2 separate regions of the Zea mays genome follow, and region 1 is linked to region 2. A link is a contact called in public Hi-C data. All regions are on one chromosome and are shown on one strand. Each heading gives the region's core, a stretch centred on a gene start, on an enhancer-like site or on the middle of the called end of the contact. The rest is flanking DNA. Distances are from core to core; before and after follow the strand shown.

What was found. A called contact is a pair of places that touch in the nucleus more often than the background predicts.
Region 1: a Hi-C map of ear shows a contact between it and region 2, with 2.7 times the contacts expected there. The contact joins the promoter of LOC100383012 here to the promoter of LOC100193275 in region 2. A contact is called at or near these places in 2 of 25 Hi-C or Micro-C datasets (ear and tassel).

The regions. Positions count from the first base shown.
Region 1 is chr8:100,283,584-100,286,883 of Zm-B73-REFERENCE-NAM-5.0, reverse strand. It overlaps LOC100383012 (putative arginine-tRNA protein transferase family protein), which reads right to left and starts at 1,772. Exons shown (of 6, transcript NM_001175691.1): 1 at 1,554-1,772; 2 at 591-629. The coding sequence starts at 1,680.
Region 2 is chr8:99,944,037-99,946,963 of Zm-B73-REFERENCE-NAM-5.0, reverse strand. LOC100193275 (pentatricopeptide repeat-containing protein At5g39710) reads right to left here and starts at 1,361. Exons shown (of 2, transcript XM_008658015.4): 1 at 887-1,361; 2 at 1-814. The coding sequence starts at 1,218.

The DNA of each region.
Region 1 (3,300 bases), core at 523-3,022, 340 kb before region 2:
CTAAATTTATCCAAGAAAATTAACTTTCCAGGTTATTGTTCCAGAAACATTACAGTCAATTCCCCTGTCCAAAGGCATAAATCCTCAACAATGTTTACAAGGCTGTCCAAATATCATTAAAAAGCACATTTGCTCTAGGACATAAGAGGTAGATGAAACTTGAAAGCAGTATTTCTGGGCCATAACAAAATTAGTAATGAACTAAATTCTGTATTACAGCCCCAAAACCACGAATTTATCATAGAGCACATTACAAGATGATCTATGACACGAAAACACAATAAAGATAAAGCATCTTGCAATTACTTTGCGCAATATTTTGGCCATCGTATACTGCCTATCACCATTTCTTTCGTGCCCATAATGCAAGGACAATATGGCCCTATAAAGATATCATGTTTTGAATGTTACATGCTTGATGCTTCTATATAATGAATTGAACAGCAATTCCACATATATTATTTGGCCGCTTACTCGTTTTGCTAATTAGGTTTTGAATACAGGAAGAGTTCGGGAATCAGCACTTTTGTGTTATAACATATATAACCTTAAACCATTGTAAAAAAGTTGAAAGGGTCATAAGTTTGTACCTTGATAGTCATCAGCTTTCAGACTGTTAGCCCACATACCTGCAAGATTGATAGGACAGAAACTAGCATGGTAAATGATGATGTGACAGAGCCTTCTATACACAGGTATATACATGAAAGGTAGAACGAGAAGAAAAAATATAACAAACGACAAATAGATGAAACATCTAATTTAAAGGTCAAAGCAATTCCCATCTAGTATATTTTTTACCTTGTACAACTGACTGTTAAATAAAACTTGGATATACTTTATAACCAGGGTGGAGCCAGAAATGGATATGCCTCAAAGGCTTATCTAGTGCTAGGCAGTCTTAAATCCTTTGAAAACCTTAGACATCTCTACATTTTTTTAGTGGGTTCTATTGCTCTCGGTTAAACTGCCTTAGACTAGGATAAAATCCCAGGCAGCCTGGGGCTTTGCTCCATCACTGTGTATAACACCCTAGATAACATGGATTACATGATCCACATGGATCATTTTCAGAGACAAAACTAGATGGTCGCTGGCTTGTTTCAAGTATTACAAGCTAAGTGAATAAAATGAGGCATTTGAACCATTCAGGATTCAGCAGCTAACAAGTAACAACGAGCGTTCAGAGGTTCATAGATTAACCATGCCCCTCAACTGGCAACCATGATTCATCATGGTTTTTTGTTCAAAAACCATGATTCATTATGGCCATAAGCTGAAAAAATAACTACTCTCCCCAGCTCAAACTACAAAACCGTTGTGCGCTTGCACTGTCCCTTGGCAGCAATATCTAAAAGGAAATTCACAAGTTATCATGGTGATCAGCGGTCAAACATCATCTGCGTGACGCGTCAAGATGCTAGAGCCAACAAGCGATTCAACGCTATAATAGAACCCACGGGCGATTCCACGCGCTACAAAGCTTGAGGGCCCGATACAGGTCGAAGCAGAGCGAATCAGTTTCATCGGACGGGGGGTTCGGAAATCGGTACCGTGGGAGATGCTCGTGGGCCCGGAGGATCGGCAGTAGCCGCAGGTAGTGCGGCGCCGGCCGTAGTCAATCACCACCGACTCACCCCCGTTCTGCGCCCCGCCGCTGCTGCTGGCGCCGTCGGCCATCGCGCGGTGGCTGCGTGCCTTGTCGCCGCGCCGGAGCGACGAGGACGAGTCAGCTGTTAGAAGGCTCGGGCGATGCGGCCGGGCGAATCAGCTGCTGGGTTTGGGTGTGCTGGATCTGGATGGTCCGTAGGACTAGCTGAAATAGGTCTCGGCCACTCGCATCTCTGCATCTTCGTCGACATTTGCTTTTGTTTTTATTGTTTTTGACAGAAAATTATAATTGGATATTTTTAGGACAACTATAATAGGATTAGGATGATGTAAGCAGATGACGCCCTATTTAGAGAGAGACGGTACTTTTCTAGTAACGATGTGGTATTTGAAGTTTCGTATGCCAATAGTTGTTTGGTAGGCCATTTAAAAATCATAGTATATAAAACATTGATTTTGTCAATATCATTGTGTTTTTAGAGTACGTATGCCAATAGTTGTTTGGTAGACCATTTAAAAATCATAGTATATAAAACATTGATTTTGTCAATATCATCGTGTTTTTAGAGTACGAGAAATTTTGATTTAGACTAAAATTTTCACTGTGGCGCGAAGGGACCCATGTGGCGCGCACTTTTTCCATGTGAACAACTTGATGTGATCTTAATTCGGCTGGGGTTGTATCTTCTACGTTATTTTTTCTTTATAGATTGCAGTTACATCAGTCCTAATAAATTATTTTAATTATATGATAGCCAATCAATCACTTTTGAATGGAACTTGATAACATCAAAAAACTACGGCACCATTGTTGTACAAAATTATGGTTATGATATGGCAATTATTAGACTATGGTATTAAAAAATGTTTTCAAAGAAAATGTGTTTCCAAACAAGGACTAAATGGTTTGCTATATCAGATTTTTACCAAGTTGAAAGAGAGAAGAGAAGAGAAGAGAAGAGAAGAAGAGCACTACTAATTATGAGCCATTAATAGCTAGTTGTTGTACATATTCTAAAATACATATGGATTAGTAATAATTGGTCAACATTTTTTTGGCCAACACAATAGCCAACTAATTATATGTCATGACTATATAGTTAGCTATATAAGGCATATCAACGGCTTACGACAGGTAGCTAGCTAAATCATTAGCCTTGCTCTAAGAAGTTTTGAGATATTTATGTAAACATTAATGTATATATTTCATTTATCTTAATACTCATATTTAGGGCCTCTTTGTTTCAGATTATAATCTACCCAAATTATATAATCTAACTTAAATAATTTAGATGAGAAACAAACTGACAAATTATTATACTAGATGATATATTCTGGAGGCCGAATTATCATAACTTGGTTAAGAGGTGCTTACTTGAGATTATTTTTAGCAAAAAAACTCATTGTTGATATCAGTTTCAGGAGAAATTGCCCAGCATTACCGCTCTTTCAAAAAAAGCATTTTATTTATTTTTCCTTGCTCCTGCTGTCGGTGTTTGGGAACAGACCCTCATGGTGCTTTTGGGTAGGATGGTGCTGTTGACTGTAACTCAATAATTCGTGCAAGACGCACGAGAGATGACGAGCGATCTTTCTACAGGTTTGGGCCACTTGAAGATGCGTAACACCCTACTTCCTGGTGTGGATCTTTATGTGGTAGGTTACAAAGGAAATCTCTAGTATGGAGGA
Region 2 (2,927 bases), core at 112-2,611:
ACAGTACGCACTGATAATCGTACTGTATGTCACAACGTCAGGCTTCAGTCCTTTAGCTTCCATTTCATGGAGTAACTCTCTTGCTTCATCCATTCTTCCTACCATACAATAACCATTAATAAGTGCATTATAACACACCACTGAAGGCTTTATTCTGCATTGCCTCATCCCCCTTACTGCAAGCAATGCATCATCCAAGAATCCCTTCTTGCAGAACCCATCTATCAAGGCTGTAAAAGTGACCTCATTCATCTGGAGGCCCCTCTCCCTCATCTGCCTCACCAATGTCACTGCCCACTCCAAGTTCCCAGCCTTGCACATTACATGGATCAATGACGTAAATGTCACGACGTCTGGCATGATCCCTTTCTGTGTCATCTCTGCAAACACAGACAATGCCTCATGCGAGCACCCTGCCTTGCAATACCCACCCACTAAGGTGTTGTAACTGACCCCATCCGGCGCCAAACCCTCCCTCATCATTTCATCGAACACCTTGCGTGCGTCCTCCATCTTCCCAGCCTTGCACATCCCATTCACCATTGAATTGAAAGTCACCAGGTTGGGCTTCAAGCCGCCGTCAAGCATCATGCCGACCAGCCTCTCCGCGCCATCCACCTCCCCGGCTCTGAAGAACGCCGCGACGAGCGTGTTGTAAGTCACGACATTGGGGCCGCAACCTGCGCCGCGCATGTCACGCAAGATGCTGAGCGCCTCTTTCCGGTGTCCGCGGCCGCACAGCGCGCGGATGAGGATGTTGTAGGTGTACACGTTGGGCGCCACGCCGTCGCTAAGCATGGAGTCGAAGAAGCGCCTAGCGGAGGTGAGCGACGCGTCAGAGAGCGCGAGGAGGACGGCGTTGTAGGCGAGCACAGAGGGCACGTACCCGGCTGACCTGGCGAACGCGAGCGCCGCAGCAGCGAGGGAGGCGCGGTTGGGGAGCGAGGCATATGACTTGATGAGCGAGTCAAAGGGGCGCGGCGGCGAGGAGGGGAGGAGGCGGAGCGCGCGGAGGAAGCAGACGAGGAGCGGGAGTGGAGGGAAGGACGCGACGAGGCGGGAGGCCGTGGGGAGCGAGAGCGGGAGGTGGAGGCGGCTGAGAGGGAGCGGAGGCAAGCGCGCGGAAGCGTTGAGGAGAGCCGCGAGGTGCGCGTGGTGGACGTGGCTACTGCACGCCTCCGCCGTCGCTTGTCGCGTGGAGGCGGAGGCGGCTGCCATATTCTTCAGGCCCCCGCCGGTAGGAGTAGCGCCAGTGGCGGCGGCGGCGCGGGGTGACGGTCGTCTCGGCAACTAGATTCTGAGATTTTTTGCTTATTTGGCATCGTCTACGTTGGGCTTCAGATACTTGGACTTCCGATCCGAAGACGTCAATTGCATTATTGGCATCGTCCGCCCTTTGAAGATTTGGCAACGCGCGCGGCTGATGACCATTAGCAGCTCCCTGACCCTGATACGCTTCCTGCCCCTGGCTGGAGTTATTTATGATTATGATCATCTCATCGTGCGGCTTCGCCTCTTTGGTATCCCACAGCTCGTCATCGCCAGATTGGTATTGTTGTCGTGCACCACTCGCCAGATTGGGTTCGTTTTCATACGACTGACTAATTTACCCTTTCCTTTTCGCCCAGTTCGGTCATCGAGCCTCATCGATCTCCAGCCATGGATGAAGACGTCGCGGTAGCGCCTGAGCGTGAGGAGCGCGCGCCCGGAGCTCCAGCGCCGCCTCGGCCCGTGGCGACATCTCCAGGGCGACCGTGACCAGGCCGAGCATCGCCGCCGCCGCGTCGTCGGTGTCCTGCGCGGCCGCAGCGAGAGTCGCCCGCGCCTCGCCGAGGTACGTGTCGAACACCTGTCGCACATGGACTTGATGCCTGGCGGGACGCAATGGCGCCACCGTCCCCTTCCTCCGCTCCGGCCAAGAAACTCTTTGCAATCCCGAGAGGAGAGCCTGAGGTGCCACTCTTGCGGTTTCCATCCACCAGGCGCTCTCACCTTTTGTCTCCAGATGGCTCTTCCGTTCCGTGTGATGCGTTGTGTTTGCGTTGTTCGAGGACGTGGCTTGATTTATTTCGTTGTCCTTTTCCTCCTTGTACGGTTTTGCACGTACCTCGGCGAGGCACGGGCGGCTCTCGCTGCGGTCGCGCAGGACACCGACGACGCGGCGGCGGCGGCGCTCGGCCTGGTCACGGCCGCCCTGGAGATGTCGCCGCGGGTCGAGACGACGCTGGAGCTCCGGGCGCGCACTCCTCGCGCTCAGGCGCTACCGCGATGTCTTCATCCATGGCTGGAGATCGACGAGGCTCATCGTCATTGCGACCAGACTGGGCAAAAGAGAAGGGCAAATTAGTCAGCCGTATGAAAACGAACCCAATCCGGCGAGTGGTGCACGACAGCAATACCAATTTGGCGATGACGATCTGCGGGATACCAAAGAGGCGAAGCCGCGCGACGAGATGATCATAATCACAAATAACTCCCCTGGCTGTGGTCTTCATCCGTCCCGCCGCGCCACCGTCCGTTTGCGCCGTCGGCTCTAGGGTTTGTTCTTCTCCTCCCTCCTCCCCGTATTCCCCATCGCGACTTCTCTTCTCCCCCTCGCCCTCCCTCCCCCCACTCCCCCATTCTCATCCATGTAACCTGTGCGGTAAGATTTGCAACATCGTTTCCCAATTTTCCCTGGTCTGTAACCCTAGCTTCACTGTCTCCTGTTCGTGGCTCCATGGATGCGGCGGCTGAGCTGTGTGCGTGTGCTCTGAAGTGCTCCGCTGCCGTTGATGCAGCTCCTGACACCGTAAGCGCTTCGTTTACCGCGGCGGTTGTAGCTGATGACTTCTGTGCCACATATTCTCGAGGTGACGAAGTTGTTTCTCCATATGATGTTATTCAAAATGCTGCGCTACGGAGTAAAAGCTAATGGTAAGTTTGGT